5 separate regions of the Mus musculus genome follow, and all the other regions are linked to region 1. The links are chromatin contacts, called in public promoter capture Hi-C maps. All regions are on one chromosome and are shown on one strand. The core of a region is the stretch at or near the end of the contact, and the rest is flanking DNA. Distances in the headings are between cores, read along the strand shown. Region 1 holds the start of Dnajc21 (DnaJ heat shock protein family (Hsp40) member C21). Region 2 holds the start of Capsl (calcyphosine-like). Region 3 has its middle 67 kb from the start of Ugt3a1. Region 4 overlaps Lmbrd2 (LMBR1 domain containing 2). Region 5 overlaps Ugt3a1 (UDP glycosyltransferases 3 family, polypeptide A1).

Region 1 (4,997 bases), core at 235-2,734:
CAAACCTAGGAGAAGTCATGTCCATTTATCTATCATCTATCTATCTATCTATCTATCTATCTATCTATCTATCTATCTACCTGTCATTCAGCACTCAGGTTTCTCTTAGGTCATATAAATATCTTAACTTTTATTAAATATTTCCATGTAAAGGAACAGGTTTTTGCGGGTTGTAAAAAAAAAGACATGTATTTAAAAATTATTTTATTTTTTTAAATCAGAAAGCTGGTTTTAAACTCATGGCAATCATTTTTGTTTTGGTCTCCCAGTTGCTGGCAATCACAGGCATGAAACATCATCTCTAGTCAGGCAACTCAGTCTTCTAGAGTTTGCAAACAAAAGCACACAGGGAGGAAGAAAAAAAAAATGTGTCCACCCCCACCCCACCCCACCCTCATCAAGGAAAGTTCTCAGGAGAGGAAATGCTTTATATAAACTTTTTGTTGTTTTGTTTTGTTTTGTTTTTCAAGACAGGGTTTCTCTGTATAGCCCTGGCTGTCCTGGAACTCACTTTGTAGACCAGGATGGCCTTGAACTCAGAAATCTGCCTGCCTCTGCCACCCAAGTGCTGGGATTAAAGGCATGTGCCACCACCGCCTAGCTCCTCTTTTCTTTTTAAGGTCTTGTCTTAGCAAGGCTGGATGTTAAGACATTTCACAACACTGGTTAGTTGATGTTTCTTTATGACTTATTCTTAGGAAGAGTACTTGTTATGATGTGGACATTTTCTGCTTAATATATGTGTAAAAGAACCTAGTCTGGCTGTGGAGGCCAGTAAGCCCAGCACTTGGGAAGCAGAGACAGGATCATGAATTTAACTCATTATTCAAGCAGGCCTTGAATTCACAGATAATTGAAGGTGTGGTTCGGAATTCCTGAATAAACTGGCCTCTGCCTCCTGGGTGGAGGCTGGGATTAAAGCTGTGTTCTTCATACCGGGCACCTAGCCTGGCTTTTGGTACGCTACCTTTAAGATGCTTTAAAAACTGATTTAGGCAATGACCTTATTTACTGTCCCTTATTATGCATTATCAGGCAAGATGGGGGGGGGGGGGAATTAAGAGATCCTAGGAAGTGGTAGCTGAAGAGAATTGAAAAGATGGTAAATCCCGGTGTGTTTCCACCACGAACTTCTGGCTGAAACTCAGCACTTAACTCCTTGAAGCTCCAGTTGCCTCGTCTGCAGAGAACTAATCCGAAGGTCCGGAAGGTATTTCCCAAACTACTTCCTTATCAAGCCTACCTTGCCCTGCCTTCAGGCCGGCTAGGAGTGCCACCCAAACAGCCTACTGTGTCCCTCACAATGACTCTCGGCGTGGCTCCCCCGCCCAGCCTCCCCTGCCCAGGCCCCGCCTCCGCGGCGCGCCGCTCCCCCGGAACCCAGCCCAGCCCCCGCCCATGCGGAGCTGTCGGCGCCGCCCCCTCCGCGCGCCCGCGTGCCGCAGCCCGCGTCGTCCACCGCCGCGCGCCTCCGCCACCCCGCGCCGCTGCCGCCGCCGCCGCCGGGCTCGCTGGCTGGCGGGCTGCTGGCGCCGGGCTCCCGCCGGAGGAGAGGACAGCCAGCGCCGCCGCTGCGGCTTCTGCCCGGGCCCGGGCGTCGGCCCCGCCCCGGGCCCCGGCCCGGTGTCCAGCCCCGCCATGAAGTGTCACTACGAGGCGCTGGGGGTGCGGCGCGACGCCAGCGAGGAGGAGCTCAAGAAGGCCTATCGGAAGCTGGCCCTGAGGTGGCACCCGGGTAGGTGACCGGCGGGCGGGGACCCAGCCGGCCGACCCCGGGCCTGGCGGGGCGCACGCCGTGGGGACGGCGGGGCCCTGCCCGCACCGCCGAGGGGAAGCGGGCTCGGCGCTCAGCCGCCTCCGGCTCCTGCGGCCGGGCTGCCGGCCCCTCACGTCGCCCGGCCAGCCGGGGGACAGGCTTTTAAACAGGCCCGCTCGCGCCCGCCTTCCCAATGCCCAGGCTCCCGCAGACCCGGCCCCGCACGGGACACGAGTTTGCCACGGCGGGAGACCTGGGCGAGGTTCCTTAGGAGTTTGCTTCCCCGGCATGGTTGCTGTGGTTGTGAAACGGGTCTGCGGGACTTTTGGCGAAGTCTCTTCATCTACCAGGCTTCGAAACTTCGGAGTTGAACCCCGTCTGTTTGGGAGTCCCGAGGCTCAATCCCGCCTCTCTGGGTACTGGGAATTAAAGCCAGCGCCGCGCACCTGCTGCCAGGCGCTCCAGCATCCACAACACCGCCCCTGGTTTTTTTTTTAACGAATCACTTTTGAGATGGGGTCTCTCGCTACGTTGCCAAGGTAGCCTTTGAACGAGTGATCGTCCTGCCTCACCTTACCAAGTAAATTACATGCAATTACTTGGGATTACTGTCCATTGCCATCAGGCATGGGTGATTTTACATACTTTTTTTTCTTCGTGACTGGTTTACCTGTTTTTTGTTGTAGTTGTGTTTTAAGAATAGTTTCGGTTTACCTTTAAGCTGTTCTTACCAGAGTCTACAGAAGATGGATAGTCATATAAATGACTAATAAGTTTGGAGTGTTTGTTTGTTTGTTTAAAGGAGGAAAAAACGCCATATAACGCAAACAAGTTGAAGCTCAGTTTTTCTCATCCCTGTCGAGAAGATGCAAGTCACATGCATGAGGGTATAATATGTAGATTTTGGTTTTTTGTTTTGTTTTTAGCTGGTTTTTTGTTGTTGTTGTTGGTTTTGGTTTTGGTTTTTCGAGACAGGGTTTCTCTGTGTAGCCCTGGCTGTCCTTGAACTCACTCTGTAGACCAGGCTGGCCTCGAACTCAGAAATTCACCTGCCTCTGCCTCCCAAGTGCTGGGATTAAAGGCGTGTGCCACCACTGCCGGGCTATATGTACATTTTGAAATGCTAAAACAGGGACTTCAGTCTTGTTAGGAAAACAAGCCTTGCACATATGGACGCAAACTATTTGTCTGAGTAAAATAGTGTCATTGCTGTTTGGGTTAATACAGCAACTAGTGAGCACTCATGTAATGGGGTCTGGGTTCCTCTGTGTACCTAGAGATGCTGAGGCATCAACACAGGGAGGGCCTGGGACTGTCCTGTTTCAGGAAGAGCACAAAGGTGGGCCAAAGAAGTCCCAGGGGAATGGAGGGCAGTACTTACTGGGGAAGGATATAGAATGGTTTGCAAGAGTGGAAGACTGGAGACCCTAGTAAATGGAACAAAAACCATAAGTATTGGTGTGATAACAATAAATGAGAAACGTGTGCACACACCTATTGAAAGGGCAGAATTCTTATCATAGCAGGATGTCAAAAGAAATAGTCAAGGTAGATAAATCCAAAGAAAACATACGTTGTCATAGTGTAATGGCTAGTTCTCATTAGAAGCTGAGTTAGGAATTGGAAGGAAGTTGGGAGTGCCTTGATTTTCAGAATGAAAAGGTCAAGACAGAATTAATTCTAAGGGCAAATGCATACACTTTGCTAGGTGAACCAGTCAGGAGAGGTTTCTGCCCTGGTTGAATATGCATTCTGTGGAGACACAGGAAAGAAAACAGGGATTTTGAATCCTAGACGAGAAGGTCTGTGTGAGGGCAAATTCAAGTGTTGATTAGTCCATGCCTGGCCAGCTTTGTGTATGTTGGTGAGAGACGGGAAAAGCCATCCTGGAAGCTTGGCTGTGAAGAAGTAACTGTGGCTATTGGAGAGAGGAGGAAGGAGCATAAGAGAAAGGCTAGCAGAACCAACCAAGTAGGAGCAGGTCAGGAGGAATGCTAAATTCTGGAGTAGCATTTTAGCCTGAGAGCTTTGGTAGACCATAGAAGAACTGGAAACACCAGGGCGATAAATGTGACCAGTTTTTCAAGTTTCTCTTTGGTTGTAATGGGAGAGAGTGTTTCAGAGAGAGAGGCCAGCCTGGAGGTGATGCCAGAAGTACCATAGTGGAGATACTGAGCAAGATGCTAGTTTCTCAGTGGTTGAGAGGAGGGGAGAAAGAGATCGTGGTGGTAGAGGAGACCACTAGAAGGAATAGTGATAAGGGACCAGTGTCCAGGCACAGGCCTGTACCACCATGGGGCTGCCATAGGAATGCTGTAACAAGAGAAGTGCAGAGAAGTGATGCTTTCTCAGAGCAAACTTTGCAAGGGATGGGCCGACAAAAGCTTCCAGAAGGCATTGTAAGAAGGTTTAGGAGATGACAGCAGAATGTGGGCTTGTGTCAGGAGAAAACCACACAGAATAGTGCAAGAGTGGACGCCTGGTAAACCGCAGTGACTGTTTGCGGTACTTGTGCCAAAATGTAGGCTCCTTTTTTGCTTAACAGCTTTAGACTCCGGCTGTTAATCTCAGTTCGACACAGCCATCTAGCACAGATGCACTTACGTAAAGTGAAAGCCATGTGACAGATTGAAAACATTATTTAAGAAAAAAGTTCTATTCAGAAGTTATATCTTGTTATTAGATGGTGTATGCATAGGTTTTGTGTGTTTAAACGCGCTAGCTTTCTACAAATTTCTTTAGGGAGGGAAGGGATGGGAAGAAGTTGAACCAGGTGCATTACTGATAAAAAGGAACACACACCTGGCAACCGTTGTTTATTGTTTTTTTTTTGTTGTTGTTGTTGTTTTTGGTTTTGGTTTTGGTTTTTCGAGACAGGGTTTCTCTGTGTAGCCCTGGCTGTCCTGGAACTCACTTTGTAGACCAGGCTGGCCTCGAACTCAGAAATCTGCCTGCCTCTGCCTCCCGAGTGCTGTGATTAAAGGCGTGTGCCACCGTGCCCGGCTGTTTATTCTTTTTTAATTTAAGAAGAATCAATTGTCAACTTTTTTTAAAAAGTTGTTAGGTTATTTAATTTGAAAGGAACTATTGTGTCTTGACAGGAATATTTGAGACTTAAGGTTTCTCCCATTTTTCTAGGAAACCCCCCGCCCCCCCCAAAAAAAGGCAGAGTAGACTGTTTAGCAACCCCATTTGGGGTATGCTTGTGAATGCTGAGATGGATGTCGGAAAATACCAGAGT
Region 2 (5,740 bases), core at 360-2,859, 1.0 Mb after region 1:
GGAGCTGAGATGAAAGGATGGACCATGTAGAGACTGCCTTATCCAGGGATCCACCCCATAATCAGCATCCAAACGCTGACACCATTGCATACACTAGCAAGATTTTATCGAAAGGACCCAGATGTAGCTGTCTCTTGTGAGACTATGCCGGGGCCTAGCAAACACATAAGTGGATGCCCACAGTCAACTAATGGATGGATCACAGGGCTCCCAATGGAGGAGCTAGAGAAAGTACCCAAGGAGCTAAAGGGATCTCAACCCTATAGGTGGATCAACATTTTGAACTAACCAGTACCCCGGAGCTCTTGACTCTAGCTGCATATGTATCAAAAGATGGCCTAGTCGGCCATCACTGGAAAGAGAGGCCCATTGGACTTGCAAACTTTATATGCCCCAGTACAGGGGAACGCCAGGGCCAAAAAGGGGGAGTGGGCGGGTAGGGGAGTGGGGGTGGGTCGGTATGGGGGACTTTTGGTATAGCATTGGAAATGTAAATGAGCTAAATACCTAATAAAAAATGAAAAAAAAAAAAGAAACACATGGCCAATTTTAAACAGAGCAAAGAGGGCATATGGGAAGGATTGGAGAGGTTAAGGGATGGGGGCATAATACAGTTATGATCTCAAAGAAGTGATTTTTGGTTTTCTGTTTTTTTAATCATAAGAAAAAAGAGCTCCAGTCAATCAATGGCTGCTGAGACAGAGAGAATCCATTTTCTATAGGGAGGACTTTCTGGATAACGCATCTCACACGAAGCAGTCAGTCTTACATGCATGTACTCATGGGCATCACTAAATAAGCTCACTGTGTGTGTGTGTGTGTGCGTGCCTGTGTGTGTGTATGTGTGCGTGTGTGTGAAACAGAGAGGGGGGAGAAGGGAGAGAATTAAAAAAGAAGAGGCCATGAATTTAAAGAGTGGAGAGTGGAGGGTAGATATTAAATAAATATAGTACTAATGTATTCAATTCTCAAGTAACAACAACAACAAAAAAAAAACGCTAAATTAAAAACTCTAAATTTTTATCCTGCATCTGTCATGGATTCACAGGATGTGGTATAATCAGTACAAACTTATCTCACAGAATAAATGGGAATAATGCTAAATCTGTTGATCATTTTGTGAGTTGGAGACAGAATTCTAAGCTCTGTTTTGTCTGTGGCCATCGGGATAGTTACTGCAAGTCATCAAAGAAACTTCTCATCCAATGACCCAGCAAATAGGCACCACTCTGAAAGTGTTATCTCTTTTGCCTTTGCTAAATGAAATTGATTTTTGTCTAAGCATCTATTCCAAAAGTCTACACCTGGGGACCAGCTGTGCTCTTTGTGCACTGAGAGTCTAGGGATGGCTTCGTCAGGACATGCATTCTCACTGACTTTTAACTTTTCTTTTTAGATAAGAGATCCTCATCTTAAAAATGAAACAAAAACAGTGACAGTGAATTAAACAAATGAAAGCATTGAATTACCTGAAATGCTCGTCTGTAGCCGCAGGCTGCTTCACGGTGAAACTCTGGACTTCTGGCCCTGGGGACTCTAGTCTCCTCCCATGGTCCTGTGTCTCCCTCTTACCTGTCTTCCTTTGCTGTCCTGGCCTTTCAAGGCTTTCAGTTCTAATTGGATAGCCTGGGAACGCTGAAGCAAAGTCATGCTCTGATTGGCTCCGCTCGCTGTCATTCATATGCTGGTTCTGCCTTTTCTCAAGTTTACACTCCTCGTTACCTAGGAAATCCCAGTGACTGTGAAAACCCAACAAGCTGTTTGTTCTGGAAGAAATGGTAGGCGGAAGTTCTACTGGCAATTGTTTGGTTTCTAAAACAGCATCAAAACTGGTATCCCACGTTTTAAAAGGAAATGCTTGATAAATTGCCATACTTGCTTCAGGCGGCTCCCTTCTGACTCTACAAGGCTGTCTCCCTGGTGACTTATTGCCAGGTGAATCAGGAAACCACAACCCTTAGGAGCAAGTAGCAGCAATTATAGGCAATGCCCTCGTTTTTTAAATTCTACATTCACACACTAAGAAGATACCTTTCCCCACGGTGTTTTAGCTTCTGTAACTTTACCCTTTGTTCTCTATTAGCTCCACACTTGTTCTTAGCAATATGTTTGCCAGAGCAAAAGCAGGCTTGTTGTTTGCTTTGGGAGTAAATTAAGCCACATTTTCTACCCTGAGTATCTGTAACATCCAACGGCCTACCACACTCCCATCCCCAGGCTCCATCTACCCTGGAGTCATCCAAAAAACTAGGAACAGAACTTTCTAGAAAGGCCTCTGGTCCACTTCCTGTTACACATTTTACTCAGACAAGTGTGGTAGTTGATTTTTAATATCATTCAAATGAACAGTATAATTTCTGAGATTTGACATAAACATCAAATGAGATTTATTCAACATTAATAATCACTTGCCTCAAAACTTCCCTTAGTCTCTTTCCAAGTCTCCTTCCAGTAGGGCATGGTATTTAACAAATTAAGGGAAAGTGCGGACACGGGCAGGGATTCAGTATGCTTCTCACTTCCAGATTCATGCCTCTCTGTCTTGTTTTGGTCCGATTTAGTTTAAGGAGGGCTGTGTAATCATTGGATTGGAACCATCCATTGGAGCCTGGTGAGGTCACCAGTGGATATATGGCTGAAGACAATCGTTCTCCTCTCCCAGGATGTATCATCAGCAAATAGTTTGGCCCTGAGCAGAAGAAAGGATGGGTCTAGAAGTTGGATGTGATTAGGGTGGAGTGAAGTCAGGTAGACAGAAGGGTCTGGACTAGAGTGCAGGAAATGGGTTCTTCCAATCACAGTTTCCCAAGGCATCATAGCTCCTCATGGGAAATCCTATTTAGAGATTAGAATATGGTGCCTAGGCCCACTCCTTGCTAATAAAAGACTGCTGGGTTTGTTTGTTTGTTTGGGATGTGTGTGTGTGTGTGTGTGTGTATTTGGTCAGATCTAGAGAATAAACAGGTTAACTGTGATTATAAAAATCACTTCTCTGTACCTCTGTGTTGAGCTCTTCCTATCTTTATCAAATAAAATTATGAATTCTTGATCAGCTCTTAAGCCCATACAGTAATGCTACTGCTCTTTTCAAACCACATTTCTGATTCTCTTTTTAGTAGCTATGAAACCTCTCAACATTTCCAAATTATTTACTCATTTTCTCAATCCTATGCCAAGTTAATACATTCTCAAATGATAATCTGCACCACTATGAAATACAGATAATGCATTGCAAGGTCATTTGTAATATATTTCTCTTCCATCTGAAAATCTAAAAACTAAATAAAAATCTCTCAACTGTCATGATAGATTTTCATTTTTATGTTTTTCATGGTTATAAAAATGCTGAAGAGAAGTACGATCTTTTCCATATATGTTTTATTTTAAACACTCAACCATTTTTTCTATTTTAATATGTTCTGTATATAAAATATTAGCACAGCTACACATCCAGAGGCTGTGTGTAATCTGAACTATAATAGCTTCATCCATGCACTGCAAATGAACCTCACAGCATTTCCTCGTGTGTGTTTTATATAATTTTTATTAATAAACACATATTGTTCATCGTTTTTTAACTCCTACTATGTTGAAAAAACAGGACATTCTATATTTATTACTTCTCTTTGTACCATTTTAGTTAACAATATTGAACTTCATTCTGTACCAACTTATTAATCTCTGATTTATTCCATTTTTCACATAGCTGTTATTCCAATGAGTAGATAAACTGTAATTTCTTTTATTTCCTGATTTTAATTTCTCAGACATCAAGAAATAAATCTTCCATATCACAGTTTTATCAAAAATCATTTCTCCAAAGTTTTCAATTGCCCATGCGCTTTAACACTGATTTCTCTCAAGAAAAAAAAAAATTCATTCACATGTTGCCATTGTCCGGCAAAACGTTTTCTATTATATCCTGAGAGTGGCTGGTCCCATCCAATGGGAAGAGTGCAATGCAGCAGAGGAGGCATTCTGAACTATTAGGAGAGCTTATGAGATAAGAAAAGTATAGGAGTAAAAATAACTTGTCAAATACGTGGGAGTTTTATCCCAAATGATAGGAGAAATAAGAATTGAAGAACAAGATCTCACAGAGGATTGAAGAAGCTGTCAGAACACGGTGAGATGGCTCAGTGGTTAAGAGCACTGGCTGGTTGCTCTTCCAAAGGTCCTGAGTTCAAATCCCAGCAACCACATGGTGGCTCACAACCATCCTTAACGTGATCTGCTGCCCTCTTCTGGTGTGGACAGCTACAGTGTACTCACATATAGTAATAATAAGTAAAACTTAAAAAAAAAAAACGAAAGAAAGGAAGAAAAGGAAAGGAAAGGAAAGGAAAGGAAAGGAAAGGAAAGGAAAGGAAAGGAAAGGAAAGGAAAGGAAAGGAAAGGAAAGGAAAGAAAATGCTGGGAAAGGAAGATTTGTACTAGAGCATAGGGATCCAGATAATGAGGAGTCGCCAGGAAGTCAGTGTATTATATGAGAATTATGAAAGACAGAAATACTGAGGACAACTGGAAGTCCACCATGACTAGAGGAAAATGGAAATTCCTCGTGCCGGGTGAGGAAAAGCCTTTAAGGAGCCAGAGTTCCCAATATCCTACCCCAATCAAACTTAACATTAAGATTCCTTTTCTTTCCTGGTCCCACTTAGGGACCTTAGCAACAATGTCAGCACTTTCTTAAATAGCCACAAGGTGCCAAGAGTGAACCCCACCAGAAACAACAGAACATCCAGCAAGTTCTGAACGTGCCATGGCTGCTGAAAGGCATGGGGCTTGAGGTGTGCGCCTCCCCCGGTTTGTAGGATGTGGTCAATCCAGCCCACCAGACGCTGGGTGGATGTCAAGGGGTGGGAGCGCCTAATGGCTCTGGCAGCCATTGCCGCAGACTTGTACCTATGAGCAGATAAAGAGAGGATGTGTTACCAATGCAATATACATACATACATACACACACACACACACACACACACACACACATGTATTTTTTCCAAGGACATACCCATAGGTCAGCATCAAACAAAATTGTTGGCATACCCTTGACACTACCTACCTGAGTTCCAACTAAACGTTTAATAAAATGCTAAAAATAAAATCCTTATACAGAAAGGATCAAAATTAACCCTTGAAGGGAATTGTTTTAAAAATGACTATGTCTGGAAGGATTGCTCCTATGGTGCTGAAGGTGTGCTCACATTAAATACATTGGAATATGTGACAGGATGTACATCTGATGAAGCGGTTAGGACATTGAAACCTGAGGATTTAATCCTATTTGGTTGTGAAATCACTGTGCTAGGTAGGCAAGTGATATGTGGGTCACCTGTGCATGTCTCACTTGTGCTAGACTTATGAAAAGTTCCTTTATAACAGACCTGTCCTGAGCCCTAGGAACAGAGTGGAAACTGCTTCTTCGTGGTACATGCTTTCTAGGTGCTAGTGTAGAGCAGACAATAATGACACACCTGTTGGAAATGTTGCAAATCTTTCCAAGTGTCGAAGAGAAAGTGACAGATAATGAGAGAATTCAAGGGTAGAAAGAAATCATAGCTAAGTGCATGGTCTCCTAAGAGGAAGACATTTGAGAGATGGTCCTCCGAGTAGCATGACAAGACCTTAGGAGGAGAGACCAGCCATATGAAAAATAAGAAAAGGCCTTGTAGCTTGAATGAGAATGACCCCTGAAGGCTCATATGTTTGAATGCTTATTTTTCAATTGGTGGCTGTTTAG
Region 3 (5,760 bases), core at 1,460-3,959, 1.3 Mb after region 1:
TGTAAGAAAAAAATTTTATTGTCTCTGCTTCAATACAAGAAGCTAAGAGTTTGAATCTTTCAGTGTATATTGTTTCCTAAGTGGAAAGTATTTTATTAGCTAATGCGTCTAAAGGGAAGTTTACTTCAAATGTTTGCTTTCACACAATGAGCTTTAAATTTCTGGGGAGTAGTTGTTGCTCCATAAGATTCAGAGGCAATATCTTTTTTTAATATTTAGGGTTTTAGTTACACTAGAAAATTGTGGTACAAAAAAAAATCTAAGAAAGAGAAATTGATTTGCTTCAAAATTTTTATTTTCAAAAGCTTCCAAGAGATGTTAATCAGCTAAGACCTCACCTTAAACTCACCACAGGGGCACTTAAGCCTTTGTTAGGTGCTATCAAGTGAGATTCAAATTAATTGGTGAGAAACAAAAAGGCTTTACAAAGAGCAGAAGAAACTTCTGTGATCAATTGTTATCAATTATGATCAATGGAAATCAAATATTAGCTGCTTATTCTAGTTATTGTTATGAGCCCACAGCAATTCTTTGACAGAGAAAACAATCCATTGCTACTCTTATTTCTGATTAATAAATAAATAAAATGTGCACATGTGACTACTGATAAATTTTCAGGCTTTCTAGTTACAACTGTTCTACAAGAGAAAATAACTGAAATGTAATTAGTTACTGCCTATGTTAATTTTTTTAATAGACTTGGTGGGTGTTCCAAAACAGATTAAAACAGATATTGAAACTGGCTATAACAGTCAAGTATTTGAGATGTTTTGTCAACAATTTAATGTTACTCATGTTACTGAGATATTTTATAATTCTCATAGACAAGGTATTGTAGAACTTTAAAAACTATACCTTCTTAAAAAACAAAGGGGAGAAATTATATCCCCATGCAATTATTTAAATTACATTTTTATTTTTAAAAACTAGACATAATCATGTCTAGGTGAGATATAGGATCCACTTATTGGCACATGGCATGAGCCTGTTCAGATATTTAATATGGGGGAAAGGGGGCAATGTTTCTGTTTTTTCCACAGAATGCTGCAGGAGCATGCTAGCTTCCAATGTGACAGACTGACCTGTGATTTCTTGAGTGCCCTGACAGAGGTGACAGGAAAGCTGTATTGAGCACACAGAAGAGGAGGAAATCGGAGAGCAGCCACTTGCAAGCAAGATGAAGAAACTTCCTATCTCTGCCATGGGCTACAGCAAGGAGAGCTGACCTGGTGTCAACCTGGAGACAAGTAAAAATGATGATTCCTGAGGCAGAGGGACTGCTACAGAGTACTGGACAAGATTCCATCAGAGACACTGTTTTTGGCCATTCAAGCCAACTCCCCTATAGCTGTAAAAGCTTGTTTACTTTACCCGTATGCCATATTATTAGGAAGTTTTGATAGATCACCAATCTTGGCAAGTCTTTTCACATTCATTGTAATTCTTGTCAATTAACTAATTGTATAGATCTTAATTTAGATAAGGAATCTGCTGTTAGGATTTTGCTAAAGAGACCTGCTTATGTTTTGCTGCCTGTAGAGTTAGGAAATGATCCTTGGTTTGAGAATTCAGGATTGCAAACTTTTAAAAGATTAAACGAACTTATTAGACCTAAGAGATTTGTTGCAGCTCTGATTTTACGAATTACTGCCTTAATTGCAATTTTAACTTCTTTTGCATTATCTACCACAGTCTTAGTTCAGTGACTGCATACTGCTCATTTTGTTAATGATATACATAAGAATATTTCCATAGCCTTGTCAGAGCTGCATATTATAGATAAAAAATTGGAGGCAAAGGATAACGCTCTAGAAGAAGTAGTGCTGGCAATAGGGCAAGATGTTGCAAATATTAAGATTAGGTTAGCTACTAAATGTCATGCTTCATTCCAATATATTTGTGTCACCCCATTACCTTATAATACAACCATTGATTGGGAAAAGACTAAAGCTCATTTGCAGGGAGTATGGAGAGATACTGATATTTCTCATGACTTGGAACAGTTAAAGGCAGAAATTTCAGATATTAGCAAAAGTCATTTGGACACTTGGAACATTGATGAATTGGCCAGAGATTTAAAAAATAACCTAAGTGCATTGAATCCCCTGGATTGGGTTCAATAAATAATCCTACTTGTTATTATTATTGGCATTATTTTATTAGCAATCATTGTGTTTCCACTCATCTTTAGAGCACTCCTGAGGTCTGTAGCAACGATGAGGCAGGACATTTTGGAACTTCGGCTGAGAAATAAGAAAGGGGGAGAATGCTATGCATACTCCAGTGAAGTTTGCTCCGAGAGGCCTGGGAGCACTCACGAGGCAGAGTTTCATGGAAACTCACCTCCTGGAACTTTAGCGTTCTCATAACCCGTATACTCACACCCTATTCCCACATTAGTCTGGTGTATGGATCCACGTGCTCTCTTTTAGTATTATCTTATTATAAGTGCCTTTTAAGGTTGAATTCTGACATAGCTAAACAGTGTTCCAACATCCTAGAAAATCCTTGAAGCTGACAAACTGGGAATTCAGTAGGAATTCAGTGAGAAGGCTACTTATTCAGTAACATTCAAATTTACTTCTAGTAGAGACAGTGAAACTAATTAGACATTACAAAGAACAGATGCTGGAATAGCTCAGGGCTGGTCTGCAGAGTGTTTACTTGAGACAATAGCCAGTCTTACCCAGACAAGGGAATTTCACAATGGCCTAGCGAACAGGTGGGTTCACTATAAAAGAGTTAGGGAATCCCCCTGAGACAGGCTTCTTCACGTGGCCCAAGGAAACAGCATAAATCAGGCATTTACTAAGAACCCCTGGTGGTGGGCTTAACAATAGACTAGCATTACACCTGGCTCCCTTCTTAACAGCAGCACCTGGTCCCCACCTTCTTTTGATGTATACATTCCTTTTGTATTGTGTCACTGTAACTCGGTGGATGTATCTCATCTGGTTTATTGTTATTCTTCTGTATAAAAAGTATGATGCTCGACCTGAAAAATTACATTCAGATTCTACACAATCTCCTGTGTTGATCTGTCGGTCATTCGACAACTCCTTGCCCATCTGCAACTAGAGACCCATCCTACACAGACAAGGGACCCAAGAGGGTCTGTGGCATGTGGCCTTTGTTGTCTCCTTGTCATCAACCTACCTCAGTCTCAGGATCCCTTCTCTCTCTCTCTCTCTCTCTCTCTCTCTCTCTCTCTCTCTCTCTGTCTCTCTCTCTGTCTCTCTCTCTTCCTCTCTCTCTCTTATTATTACCATAGCACCATTGCTTTTCTTTTCTTTATTCACTTCACATTCAGATCATTGTGTCCCTTCCCATTTACCCTCTCCCACAATACCTCCCTCCATTGTCCCTTCCCTTCTCCTCTGAATAGGTACACCCCCCCACGCCCCAGGTATCCTCCTACCCTGGCACTTCAAGTCTCTACAGGGCTAAGTGCATCTTCTCCCACTGAGGCTAGACAAGGCAGCCCAGCTAGAAGAATATATACCACAGACAGGCAACAGCTTTAAGGATAGCTCCTGCTCCATGTTGGGACCCACATGAAGACTAAGCTTCACATCTGGTACATATATGCAGGGAGCCTAGGTTCAGCTTGTGTATGCTCCTTGGTTGGTGGTTCCATCTCTGAGAGCCCCAAGAGTCCGGGTTAGTTGACTCTGTTGGTCTTCCTGTGGCATTCCTATTCCCTTCAGTCCCTCAATGCTTTCCTCAACTCTTCCATAAGAATTCCCAAGCTCCATGCACTGTTTGGCTGTGGGTGTCTGTATCTCTCAGAGTCAGCAGCTAGCACTGGTCTAACTGGTTGTTGGCATGAAGAAAAATGAAAAGAGATTCATATCTATCACCCTGCAGAAAACTCAGTCCAAGTGGATCAAAGACCTCAAGGTAAAACTGAATACAGTAAATCTAATAGAACAGAAAGTGGTAATTAGCCTTGAATTCTTTGATGCAAGAGATAATTCCCTCAACAGAATTCCAATGGCTCAGGTTCTAAGATCAACAATTGATAAATTGGACATCATGAAACTGAAAAGCTTCTGTAAGGCAAAGGACACTGTCAATAGAACAAAACAGCAGCCTATATATGGGGAAATGATCTTCACAAACCCTACATTAGACAGAGGAATTTTATATATATATATATATTGGAACAGTCAAGAAGCACTTAAAAGAAATGTTCAAAGTCCTTAGTCATCAGGGATATGCAAATCAAAAACAACTATGAGATTCCATCTTACACCAGTTGGAATGGGTATGATCAAAAATTCAAATAATAGCTCATGCTGGTGAGATGTGGAACAAAGAGAACACCCCTCCATTGCTGGTGGGAGTTCAAACATTTACAAACACTTTGGAAATCAATTTGGCTGTTTCTTGGAAAACTGGAAACAGTTCTACCTCAAGACTCAGCTATACCATTTTCCTGACAGGGCACCAGTGCTCTGAAGGTGTCTTATTGTGCTGGCTTTTCGTTGATTATGTTCTTTTGAGGGCCGTTAGCCATCTGGATGGCTTTGATCCCAGGACGTTCCTGTTATAGTATTGGGAGGGTGGTTAACCTCGATGGTCCGGGTGTGGAAGGCCTTTGATGGGTTTTTGATTAGATTCCCTTCATCCATGAGCCCGTTGAGTCCTGTAGAGAACTAATATCCAAAATATACAAAGAACTCAAGAAGGTAGAATCCAGGGAACCAAATAACCCTATTTAAAAATGGGGTACATTGAAGACCCAGAAATGAACCTACACACCTATGGTCACTTGATCTTTGACAAGGGAGCTAAAACCATCCAGTGGAAAAAAGACAGCATTTTCAACAAATGGTGCTGGCACAACTGGTGGTTATCATGTATAAGAATGTGAATTGATCCATTCCTATCTCCTTGTACTAAGATCAAATCTAAGTGGATCAAGGAACTCCACATAAAAACCAGAGACAGTGAAACTTATAGAGGAGAAAGTGGGAAAAAGCCTCGAAGATATGGGCACAGGGGGAAAATTCCTGAATAGAACAGCAATGGCTTGTGCTGTAAGATCGAGAATCGATAAATGGGACCTCATAAAATTGCAAAGCTTCTGCAAGGCAAAAGACACCGTCAATAAGACAAAAAGGCCACCAACAGATTGGGAAAGGATCTTTACCTATCCTAAATCAGATAGGGGACTAATATCCAATATATATATATATAGATATAGATATAGAACTCAAGAAGGTTCCCAACAATCCTATCTGTTAGAATAGTTTTCTCAGCACTAGCTGAACATAGTACTGTGAAGATGACATCTTGAGATAGCAAACAAGTGATTCAAACAGTTGCTTCCCTAGAGACAAGATGTCCTCCACTGCTTTAGCCTAGTGTGTCACTGCCCCTAGAATATAGAAGCAGACTAGGCTGCTTTCCTCCAGGGCTCTTCAGTTATGGGGTGAGTGGGACATGACATTCCATCTTCCTCAAGCATCATTGGGAGGTTCCATGATTGATTCAAAACAAATCCTAAGGTTTACTGCCATTCCTTTCTGCCTATTTGTAAATAATGAAATGATTGCAGGTAACTTGCTACATATGAGTGTACCAGACTCAGACAAATGGATAAGACACATAGTGGGTTTTCTATGCAACAGGCTCTTCAATGAATATACCAGGTGACTGAACTCTCTGCCTTTTGGCCCTGTGTAGGGAGAACAGTCTGTGAACTCATACCTCTGACTTCCTTGCTTAGCCTGGTGTGGCCCTGGTGGGGACAGA
Region 4 (5,434 bases), core at 2,355-4,854, 1.3 Mb after region 1:
GTAAGTGATAGCGGCTAGGAGAGAGAGAAATCAGTTTTCTTCAAATGGAGTGATACTGGATATATCTACCACACCCAGAGCAGGCCACATGCTCGAGAATAGTGAAGCAACACAAAACATACTTTGTGGTATTTGTCTCATTGGTTGGTTTTGTTTTTATTTCTTTGTTTTCTTTTTATGTTGCTGCTTGTTTTAAGACAAAGAAAAACTATGAAGTTGGGTGTGTAGAGGGAAATGAGCTGGAAGGAGATGGGCAAGTGGTTAGAATATGGTCAAATATACATGTGAATATTGAAAAAATAATAAAAATATTTAAATAAAGACTATGTTCTTCCAAGTTACAAATCCTACCTACATTCTAACGTCCATACTTCTGAGGATGAAAGTGTGTGTCTCTAAATTGCCTGGAGCCCCTCTTGCTAGGGGCCTCCTGTTTAAGCTCTAGAGTCATGAGAAAGCGCGTTCCCAAACATCCTCTCACAGCACAACAGCTCGGTCACTTTCTAGATAAAACCCCTTTCATCTAGGTAACTATTATTCATTTCTGAACACTCAGCTCAATTTTCATTACGGAAATATTTGGTATAAAAATACCCTCCTAAGAGAGAACCTTTTTTCTATCCCCCAGAGTAATTTCCTTCAGCATAGGTGTACTCTCTGTGCTAACAACTTACATGAGAAGTCGGCAACATCACTGGAGTCTGCCGTTAAAATATTTCTAAAATTTCCACTTAGCTCCTTTATATAATTTCCAGCTGCCTGGTGAAATTCCCTACATCTCTTTATGCACATTATCCAACCTTTCCACTACATCTTTAAGCATACTAATTAGATATTTCCACCAATGATCTGCCTGATAATTCTAAAACTAGAGGCACTTTATTTCCTTATATACCTCAGAAATTCTTGTTAAAGACTAGAAATTTCATTTAAATGAATACAGAAGTTAAGCTAAATAACATATATTCAAAATGGGGCAGGCCTGCCTCGTTCTGTAGGGCCCTGAATGTTGGAGCACTGAATTAACCTACTGTACTTACTGTGAATTTAGACTCTGCTTTAGTTCCCTTCAGCTGCTACAGATTTCCGTTTTCCTTGTGTTTAGATGGCCTCAATACACAGGAATGTTTCTGGTACCTGTTTTCTGCTTTCAGACCATTAGGAGGGTACCTGTGCGACTATCACTCCTCTAACCACACTGTTTCTGTACAAATGAGTAGCTAGGGAAGGATGCTCAGATTTCCTACTTCATTTTCAATCTCAGACAGAGCCCTATTCACAGAAGCCTCAGTAGTACAGCTCCTTAGCAATAGGTCATCTTCCCCAATGACAAAACTTTGCCTGCTACACAGTGTAAAGTCCTGCACAAAGAAAGGGTTCCTGGTGTTTTCCCCAGGTCAGTGGGTTTGTTTCCTCTTCACATCAGTGCAGCGTCAGTGCCACCCAGGTTTCTTAACTCGCACCAGTGGTGGCTGACTTGTATCTATCTTTAGGACTTCTCTAAATTATGAACATCCTGGGGACAGAAGTTTATTTTTCTCTCACTACATATATGGGAAAGCACTTCAGTAAGGCTTAACAAATTCTTATAAAGATAAATGAATAACCTACATCAACTAGTAGAAAAGGACGAAAAACATGAAGGTAAATTGTAGAAATAATTACCTCCCTAGCACACACCTTGGAAATAACACAACTACTTACCTGATACACCATTTCCTTTTCCTTTTACACACTAGACAATGATAAAGGAAGTCAGTGTAGAGATGTTCGTGATGCCAGATGCTATGGTTTCAGTTCTATACAGTGCAAACATTTAAAAGTAATTCCTAAGCATACTAGGAAATACGGTACTTACACCAGTTGGTAGTCGTGTCTGAGAAATTTGACTCTTTGGGGTCAGGATGGACGTTTCTGTTCCGAGTGGAATCCTCTCTGTTGTGTCCATAACGTTCTTTCCACTCCTAGAGCAGAACCCCAATCGAAATATAGCAACTGTTATACTGTCAATAGTCTAGATGCAAAGTACTATAACCATTTTTCATCAGAAATTCATTAGAAGTCAGTATAATTTTAATAGTATCTTTAAAATCAATTTTTATCACCTTTAATTTTTAACAAAAACATTTTGCTGGCTATGATTGTATTATTTATTATTCTAACTAAAACTTCAAAAAAATATAATAATAGCAAGCTTACCCTAACCATATAAAAGATATAAGATGTTAAAAACCTTCTTTTACTTGAGCAAGCTATAAATACAGGAGATCTGATAAGTCACTTTTGGTAACTAAAGATGTATGTAAGACTATGACTCACAGAAACTTATGAGTTACCATGGAAGACAGTATGACCTCATTAACTAACATTCTATACCTTATACCTAACTGAAATGGTCATTTGAGAGCACCTATTCCATGTTTTATACAAGCCATTCATTCATGCCAGGCACTTTGGGAATTTTGAATACTTTTTTTTTTTAATGTGTATGTAGTCAAGTCTATTACAATTCTGGTAAATTGTAGAAGTTAATTTTTAAAAAAGATTTATTTATTTATTGTATGAATATGAATACACCATTGTTCTCTTCAGACACACCAGAAGAGAGCATCAGATCCCATTACAGATGGTTGTGAGCCACCATGTGGTTGCTGGGAATTGAACTCAGGACCTCTGGAAGAGCAGTCAGTGCTCTTAACCACTGAGCCATCTCTCCAGCCTAAAGTTAAAAGTTCTAAAACAGTGGTTCTTAACCTTCCTAATGCTAAGACCCTTCAACACAGTTCCTCATATTGTGGTAATCCCCTCCCTTAAAATTCTTTTCATTGCTACTTCAAAACTGTAATTTTACTACTGTTATAAATTTTAATACAAAATATGTAGCCCCTGTGAAAGAACTGTTCAACCCCCACAGGTTGAGAAGAACTGTCCTAATAGAAGGTGAAATTTATTTCTAGTAATGTCTACTTTTGGTTCTAACTGGGAAATAAAAAACATATCTATCCTTTAAAAATGTTCATTTTGAGAAAGTCTCTCTAGTAGGCCTGGATCTTGCTATGTAGTCCAGAATAGCTAGCACTCACTGAGATCTACTTGTCTCTGTGCTGGGATTAAGGCATGTGCTACCTACCATACCAAATATACAAGTCTCCTTTTTATACGGCATATGGTAGAATACACTGACAACTATGACATCTCCTTTTAAGTACTTTTCAGGATAAATATATCTGTTGGGGGATGGTTTTGTGCACTGTGTATTGAGATGCTGATCTCTATGCCCAAACATCTGGTTATAGTCTGGACATAGGCATGGTCAAGCATCTCTAGTCTAAATGTTAAGCAAACATTGTTTCCCATTACCAATGATTGCTTAATAAAGAGCTGATCAGCCAATTAGTTGGGCAGAAGAGAAGAGAACAGTGCCCTACTTCTGATCCCAGTTTGTGGGGGAGGGGGGGAGCGGGGGGGGGGGGTCTCAGGGAAAAGGGGGCCAGAAGAAGGAGAGGAGAGAGAGGGAGAGAAGAAAGGTGGAGAGACCATGTAGATGGACCAGGATTTGCCATGAGGTCACAATGGGAGAGCAGCCATGAGGACACAGGCGGACCTAAGCGAACCAGGGCAAGACTCAGATGCAGGCAAAGGACCACAGGGCTGGGAAGTAGACAGCATGACTGGAGAAGAATTACTCAGAACCACACCCAGCTTAGTGCTTGCAGCTTGCTAATAAAAAACACCAGGTCTCTGTGTCATTCATTCGGGAGCTAAACCCAGCACAGAGACAAGTAGATCTCGAGTAAGTGTTAGGCCATCTTGGGCTACGTAGCAAGTTCCAGGCTCTCTAGTGAGAGACTCTGTCTCAAAATAAATAGATATTGTTTCAAAAGAGTAGGCATAGAAACACTCTGCAATTATTTGGGAGCAAAAGGGAAGAAGAAACCCTGACCCTGAATTACAGTTACATACATCAACATTAAATAGTTAAAGAAATTGTGAGTAGATTTTCTTTTCTTTCATTTTTTCCCACTTTCTCAAAGAAAAGATTTGCCTCAGAAAATGGAGCACTAAAGAGAAATTAAAGATGAAAATACACATGTCATATTAGAAAAAGCATAATGATTTTAAAGCAACCTAATTTACATTATCAATAAGGCTGCATAAATTTACTCAGTCACTGTATATATAGTTTACTCAGCGACCTGATGGATATTGGACCCAATCTGACAGGATACCTAGCACGCTACGTGTATGTAAAAGCCTTAAAAAATGTTCCCTTTTTTAAAAATATGCCCAGGGCTGGGATACGGCTTAGTGGTTAAGAGTACCTGCTGCTCCTCCAAGTGACCTGGGTTGCATTCCTGGTCATCTGTAATTCAGTTCCAGGAGACCCAAGTGCACTTCCGCATACTCTAGGCACCAGTACACCAGTACACCTGGTACAAAGTCATACACTCAGGCAAACACTCATCCACATCAAAGGGAAAAGAAAATCCTATGCCCTTTACCTACTTTTTCTCATCTGTAACTATATACTCCAAGTAAGATTCTCATGGTGTTTCCAAGATATTTCATGATTAGTAGCAATTTAATAAACTATTATACTTACTCTTCTTCTATTTTCACCTTCCTCTTGTCTTTGCCTTTTTCTTTTCTCTAAAGACAAGAAAAATGGCCTCAAATTTAGTATAACATGGTTTCATTAGAAATAGAGTAACCAAAGCAAGAGCATACAGTATCTACAATCTACTACAAATCCCTGTTTTACTACAGATAACTTTGGAGCCCGTCTACCTTTAGTGAAAAAATGTTCTTCCTTTTGGTGATCTGAGATGAGTTTTTCTGTAGCTTCTACTCTCTTTTGGACTTTTCTTCTAAGTTTATACTTTCTGTACAATTCTGCTCTCATATAAGCTCTTTGGATGTATGTGCAATGCTTCCCTTAAGATAGAGTCTACAAGTTATGACAGCCATTCTCTCAGTATCTTCCAGCTTACCATTCTTATCAATATTAGGAAGGGGTTTCTATGCCAAATACAGAATTATCACACCAAAGAGACACTACTTCTTCAGAGAGCATGTGAAGGCTGGATTCTGGAGACGAAGAAGCAATGTCCCCAAATCAAGGCTTTCACTCATCCTACCAGCACGTGAACAAAAGAAAACATAAGACATGTTCTTTGTGAATAGGCTTTAGGAAAGCTCTATGTATTTTAATAGTACTTTCATTCTCTTATCAATGATCATTTATTCCAAGAGAAAAACAGTTTGAATGATATTGCACATAGCGGCAAACTATCAAATCTTTAAGTTAATTAGCTTTATAGTTGCACAGTACTTGGCAAATATGCTTCAAAACAAAGACAAACCAATCTACTGTGGCTTGGATGTTGTATTTTCCTTAAAGTTCTGGCCAAAGGCTGTGCAGCCTGTACTTCCT
Region 5 (5,773 bases), core at 156-2,655, 1.2 Mb after region 1:
TCTCTTTCACATCTACATACTGTACCCCTACTCCCCCAATTTGAGTTTTCAGAAGATTTTATCCAAAACTCATAGCTGATAACTCCTTCCAGCAATGAAAAAAAATATATATCATTCAGTGATCACTCCCCAAACCCTTCTTCTCACTCAGTGCAAGGAAAAGTAGGGACTCTGGTACCCAGTAGAACCAGAAGAAACCTGTACTCTCTGTGCATTTAGATGAAAATAGGAGAAATATCACCTTTATCATTTCAACAACTCGGCCACCACTGTATAAAAACTCAGGGGGTCATTCCTCCCAGCAAGGGACAGGGAATTATAGAAGATAATTTCTACAAAACAACAATCCTATAGTGACAGGTAACAACCAATCAAAATTTATAAGCTCTGTACTTTTAATTTTTCAGTGGTAGTGATTTTGAGCCTGCATTGATCATGCAAACTAGATGGCAACTTTAATGGTTTACAATAGCTGAATGAAGTATAAAGGGCTCATAGACTGGGGACACAGAATAACAGACACAGTTCTTGATGCCACTCCTGCTAAGTTCTATCTAGATACATGCCTTCTGAAAGAGGTATATGTTTCATCATGAAAAGTGTGGCTCTGTAACAAATACAAAATGTACAGACATTTGCTGCATTTAATCTCTCTCTGTGTGTGTGTGTGTGTAATCAAAATTCAATTGGAAATATCAACACTAACTAAAAGAGTCATTCTACCAAAAGAGGGACAAAACCAACTCATACTTCTTAGCATATAACCAGGTCTTCAATATCAGCATGGGGCATTCTGACACTGTACTTACACAGCCCTAATAGTGTAGGCTGCAAATATCTCCCTTACCTTGAGGCACTTCCTTTCAGGACATCTCTGACAAGTGACAACCTCCACCTGCGTACTGAAGGTCTATGAATGAAATATAAAGTGAGAGCTAATGTGTCACTTACTTGGGGTATTGGCTGAACAGGTTTGTCCAGTAAACCTCCCACATAGACTGTGTTGGGAAACAGGGGACGAGCAAAATCCAAGGCAAAGTCAGAGTTGACAAACCACAGCTCAGCTTTCAGTAGAAGGTCAGACAACACTGGCTGAGAGCCTTCCGCAAAATGCTCCTGGACAGTATTGCCATATTGAGAAAAGATGTCCCTTCGCTTCTTGGTGAAATGAAAGAACATCAGAATGTTCTTCACTCGGCCCCAAAAGTCCATTTGGTCAGTTAGACCAGAACCATACACTGGAGCATATGACAAGGGGGCGTTTGGTAACCCAAAGTCCATATAGCTAAATTGAAAGGGAAGAAAGGACACAAATCGTTTCCCAAGCTTTTCAACAATCAGGAAAGAACAGAGATCCATTGAATCAAGAAGTACTAGGTCAAAGTTCTCCTTTTGTAATAACTCCATGATGTCCTTTCTGCTTAATAAGTGACTGCATAAGTCCGCAAAGTATTGATGAATCTTTAGTAGGGTGTGATATTTGGACCTGCAATAAATAAATAAATAAATAAATAAATCATAACATATTTTGAGAAGCTTTTTCACACTATTTGGAATGATGTTATGCTTAATTCCTAAAGAATATTTTCTATGTTTTTATACAATTTAGCATTCAACATTAGATATAGTATCCTTAGTTATGGATATTAGTAAATATTCACTAATGATATTTTTAAGATATGAAAGGATATGAATATAAAAGTTGAACAAATTTCTTATGTATTATTTGAGTCTCAAAACATTTAATATTATTAATGTGTTTGATATATAAAATGCATTTAAATAATGAAAATTTAAAAACAGAAAAGAAAATATTCTGCAGCTAGACAAATACAAGCCTATAATTCCAGCACTCTGGGAATGGAGACAGGAGGATCAAGAGTTTAAGGTAGGCTTAGGATTGTGACTTTGAGGCCAGCAGTACCAGGCTAAATAAAATTGTGACTCACTTAGAGAAAAATGATTTCTAATATATTTTAAGGAAAGAGGCTCTGTAGCCTGACTTTTTTCTTTTATTCTGTTTAAAGATAGAAAATCATTAGTTTTAGTTTCTATGGAAACCATATTGCTTTTCACAAAATATGGTTTTTAATTAAAAGCAAGCAGACACAAAGAAAGTCATTTCCACATTCCTCCATTGCTGGTGGGATTGCAAGCTGGTACAACCACTCTGGAAATCGGTTTGGCAGTTCCTCAGAATATTGGACATGGTTCTACATGAGGACCCAGCTATACCATTCCTGGTCATATATCCAAAAGATGCTCGAACATGTAATAAGGATACATGCTCCAATATGTTCACAGTATCATTATTTATAATTGCCAGGATCTGGAAAGAACCCAGATGTCCTACATCAGAGGAATGGATACAGAAAATGTGGTACATTTACACAATGGAGTATTACTCAGCTATTAAAATGATGAATTCATGAAATTCTTAAGCAAATGGATAGAACTAAAAAATATCATCCTGAGTGAGGTAACCTGATTGTGATTGCAGGCTGGTATCCAGTCGAGCTGAGGTCTGAACCCCGATGATCATAATTCACCTTCATTACACGGTAGGCGTTCCCTCATGCTCCTGGAATTCCACCCCCTGCCTAAGGTACCACCTCCCACAGCCCCCACAAGAGAAACATGGTTAGTAGTCACATAAGCAATGGCCCAAGCTTCTGACCTTCAGGCTAAACTCCTCCCCAGTTACCTAGCAACAGTGACGACCATAAAAAGGGGTGCTCAGCCTGCACCTTGCTCTCCTGTTCCTTTGTCCTCTCACCTCTCTCTTCTCTCACTTCTCTCTCCTCTTCCCTTTCTCTTTGTCTTCTTCTTTCCTCTCTTCTCTTCTCTCTCTCTCTCTCTCTCTCTCTCTCTCTCTCTCTCTCTCTCTTCCTCCTTTCTACCTTCTCTCTTTCCCCTGCATTTCTACAATAAAGCTCTTAAACCATAGAGTCTCTGCTCTGCTCCTTCAAGTTCCACAGCGCACTCTGGTCAGTGTTAGGAACTTCTTCCCTCTTCCCTGTCTCCCACAACCCTGGTGGCTTTAGCCAAGTAGCTCCAGGGGCAGGGGTCTCCAGGCAGGGCTGCCCCTTGACCACTCCCTGATGAGTAGGATAGAGAAATGCCCACCCAGGGATGAGTGGATAGGGTAGATAGTAGCCTCCCCACACCTGACTGACCAGAGAATAGGGAAACTCTGGCGGGGTGCGGGCATCTTTTTCCTTCCATTCTTCTCCAGGGCCACAGGGCCCCCCCCCTCTTTTTATTTTGTTTCCAACACCTGATTACAAAAGAACACATATGGTATACACTCACTAATAAGTAGAATGAACCCAAAAGCTCCAAATAACCAGAATACAATTCACAGAGCACATGAAGCTCAATAAGAAGGAAGACCAAAGTGTGGATGCTTTGGTCCTTCTTAGAAGTAGAACAAAATACTCACTGGAGCAAATATAGAGATAAAGTGTAGAGCAGAGACTAAAGGAAAGGCCACCCAGAGACTGTCCCACCTGGGTATTCATCCCATATACAGTTACTAAACCCAGACATCATTATGGATGCCAAGAAGTGAATGCTGAAAGGAGCTTGATATGGTTGTCTCCTGAGAGTCCCTGCCAGAGCCTTACAAATACAGATGCAGATGTTCACAACCAGCCATTGAACTGAGTTTGGGGTCCCCAATAGAGGAGTTAGAGAAGGGACTGAAAAAGTCAAAGAGGTTTGCAACCCGATAGGAAGAACAACAATATTAACCAACCAGATTCCCCAGAACTCCAAGGGACTAAGCCATCAACAAAGGAGTGCACATGGCTCTAGATGCATATGGAGCAGAGGATGGCCTTGTCAGGCATCAATGGGAGGAGAGGTCCTTGGTCTTATGAAGGCCAGATAGATGCTCCAGTATATGGGAATCGAGGGCAGGGAGATGGCAGTGGGTATGTGGGTGGATGAACACCCTCATAGAAGCAGGGTGAGGGAGGATGTGATAGAGTGTTTCTGAGAGGGAGGGAAACTGGGGAAGGAGATAACATTTGAAATGTAAATAAAGAAAATACCCAATTAAAAAGAAAAGAAAAGAAAGTCATTTCCAGGCCCCTCCCTCCTACATGGAAATATTTCTTTACTTCTTAGTAATCTTTTCTTATGAGAGAGAGAGAGAGAGAGAGAGAGAGAGAGAGAGAGAGAGAGAGAGACAGAGATAGAGGCAGAGACACAGAGAAAGAGACACAGAGAGAGACAGAGACACAGAGAGAGACAGAGACACAGAGAAAGAGACAGAGAGAGAGAGAGAGAGAGAGAGAGAGAGAGAGAGAGAGAGAGAGAGAGAGAGAATTCTAGGTGACCATGTAGCATCAGCCTTCCATCTGAATTACAGCTGTTCAACAAAACCTTCAGCTTTAATCATTCTGGTGTAGGTATTTCTGCTTCCTAAAATGCACCCACTTCCATAAGATTTCCTCTAAGGATTTAATTCCCATTCATCATCAATATGAGTTTGATTTCTTCTGTCTTGGAAGTCATCATTAGATCTTGGAGCATCAGTCACCAAATGCAGGTGTATAATGATATTAAACTCATGTTATATAATCAGTTTTTGAGTCATAGTATTGTTCCCCTGGCAATCTGTGTAAACAGCATAAATACAGCTAATAAAGTCCTCACTGATAAAGTTATTTCCTTTAATCCTCTGTATCTTAGCTTGGATGTTTTGTCCCATAAAGAGAACATTCATCCCAATGATAATATTGGAACTAGGCTGAACATGTTTCAGCTTTCTGCCTAAAACTTAAACAATTAAAAAAAACAATATATAAACCTAATGATTTTTGTCTTTTGTATGTGAAACCTAAATATAAACATGTGTGTGTGTGTGTGTGTGTGTGTGTGTGTGTGTGTGTGTGTGTGTGTGTATGTGTGTATGTGTGTGTGTGTGTGTTGTTTTCATTTTTTGATCATGGAATTAGAAAGGAAGCAATGATAGAACACTGGGGGGTGGATATCAAGAGAGATGCAGGTGTCATGAAAGAGAGCTGGGGAGGAAGAGGGCAAGGTACCACAAAGAATAATCACACACGCACAAATCAAAACATATTACTGTGCATGCTAGCTTAAAATTTTAATGTAAAATATGTGTGACTGGAAGCTTACTATTAGAATGTCTAACTCTTATTGGCTCAAATTTTCACTGAAGATTGTGATATTGATCCTACTGATGACTCCTATCTGTAGCCCCGTTCAGATACTCTTTCTTGTCAATGCTTCTCAGATAGATGAGCAACATAGTACAACGCCCCAATGTACCACATCAACATATATCAAAAGAGCCACAAGATGTGAGCCCAGAAGCATCTTTACTCCCTTTCATACTCAACTTTAAATCACAGCAGCTGTTCTTTGTCTTCAAGGGTTCATCTGTCATAGATTTGGGGCTCAATACAACTGTGTAGAGGTAGCAGGAACTTTAAGAGGGCACCTTAGTAGGAGATCATTCAAAGCTGGCCTCCTGTATGGTTAAAGTAGTCCTCATTGGACTTTGAGTCGGTGCCTGTAGTTGGCACTATGGAAACATACTTCTGTTTTTTCTCTGCTCTTTACCCTTCCAGGAACACTTGGTTTCAACATTGTCTATCATGATGCCATCAACCAAGCAGACTGTTGTTGATGCTATGGGCCCAAACTTCCACAACTGTGTGCCAAATAAAATTCTTTTCAGTATAAAGTCACCTAAATTCAGTTATTCTGTCATAATAATAGAGTGTAGGGCAATACAAGG

Evidence for each region. Promoter capture Hi-C pulls out the DNA fragments that hold promoters and counts their contacts.
Region 2: a promoter capture Hi-C map of pre-B cells shows a contact between it and region 1. The contact joins the promoter of Capsl here to the promoter of Dnajc21 in region 1. A contact is called at or near these places in 11 of 39 promoter capture datasets (the 3T3-L1 cell line, 3T3-L1-derived adipocytes, the C10 cell line and 6 more) and 2 of 9 other capture datasets (embryonic stem cells and macrophages).
Region 3: a promoter capture Hi-C map of embryonic stem cells shows a contact between it and region 1, with 5 times the contacts expected there. The contact joins the enhancer-like site here to the promoter of Dnajc21 in region 1. A contact is called at or near these places in 10 of 39 promoter capture datasets (the 3T3-L1 cell line, 3T3-L1-derived adipocytes, the C10 cell line and 5 more), 8 of 115 datasets of contacts at active chromatin or transcription factors (astrocytes, differentiating embryonic stem cells, embryonic stem cells and 4 more) and 2 of 9 other capture datasets (liver and macrophages).
Region 4: a contact with region 1 is called in a promoter capture Hi-C map of hippocampal neurons, with 8 times the contacts expected there. The contact joins the enhancer-like site here to the promoter of Dnajc21 in region 1. A contact is called at or near these places in 9 of 39 promoter capture datasets (the 3T3-L1 cell line, 3T3-L1-derived adipocytes, the C10 cell line and 4 more), 1 of 484 Hi-C or Micro-C datasets (cortical neurons), 3 of 115 datasets of contacts at active chromatin or transcription factors (astrocytes and embryonic stem cells) and 1 of 9 other capture datasets (adipose tissue).
Region 5: a contact with region 1 is called in a promoter capture Hi-C map of liver, with 2.2 times the contacts expected there. The contact joins the enhancer-like site here to the promoter of Dnajc21 in region 1. A contact is called at or near these places in 4 of 39 promoter capture datasets (hippocampal neurons, liver and pre-B cells) and 2 of 115 datasets of contacts at active chromatin or transcription factors (the SCID.adh cell line and large pre-B cells).

The regions. Positions count from the first base shown.
Region 1 is chr15:10,467,003-10,471,999 of GRCm38.p6, reverse strand. It overlaps Dnajc21 (DnaJ heat shock protein family (Hsp40) member C21), which reads left to right and starts at 1,484. Exons shown (of 12, transcript NM_030046.2): 1 at 1,484-1,735. The coding sequence starts at 1,639.
Region 2 is chr15:9,431,897-9,437,636 of GRCm38.p6, reverse strand. It overlaps Capsl (calcyphosine-like), which reads right to left and starts at 1,609. Exons shown (of 5, transcript NM_029341.1): 1 at 1,470-1,609.
Region 3 is chr15:9,210,215-9,215,974 of GRCm38.p6, reverse strand. No RefSeq gene overlaps it. Among named protein-coding and RNA genes, the nearest start is that of Ugt3a1, 67 kb to the left of the region's middle. Within about 2 kb of position 2,709, at least 7 of the 459 cell types and tissues checked have an H3K27ac peak or open chromatin away from gene starts, as enhancers often do. A contact at or near this core is called in embryonic stem cells, where this site is marked.
Region 4 is chr15:9,183,126-9,188,559 of GRCm38.p6, reverse strand. Lmbrd2 (LMBR1 domain containing 2) reads right to left here. Exons shown (of 18, transcript NM_177178.3): 15 at 4,604-4,650; 16 at 1,859-1,964. Among named protein-coding and RNA genes, the nearest start is that of Lmbrd2, 45 kb to the right of the region's middle. Within about 2 kb of position 3,604, at least 7 of the 459 cell types and tissues checked have an H3K27ac peak or open chromatin away from gene starts, as enhancers often do.
Region 5 is chr15:9,301,788-9,307,560 of GRCm38.p6, reverse strand. It overlaps Ugt3a1 (UDP glycosyltransferases 3 family, polypeptide A1), which reads right to left. Exons shown (of 7, transcript NM_207216.2): 4 at 952-1,486. Among named protein-coding and RNA genes, the nearest start is that of Ugt3a1, 25 kb to the right of the region's middle. Within about 2 kb of position 1,405, at least 2 of the 459 cell types and tissues checked have an H3K27ac peak or open chromatin away from gene starts, as enhancers often do. A contact at or near this core is called in liver, where this site is marked.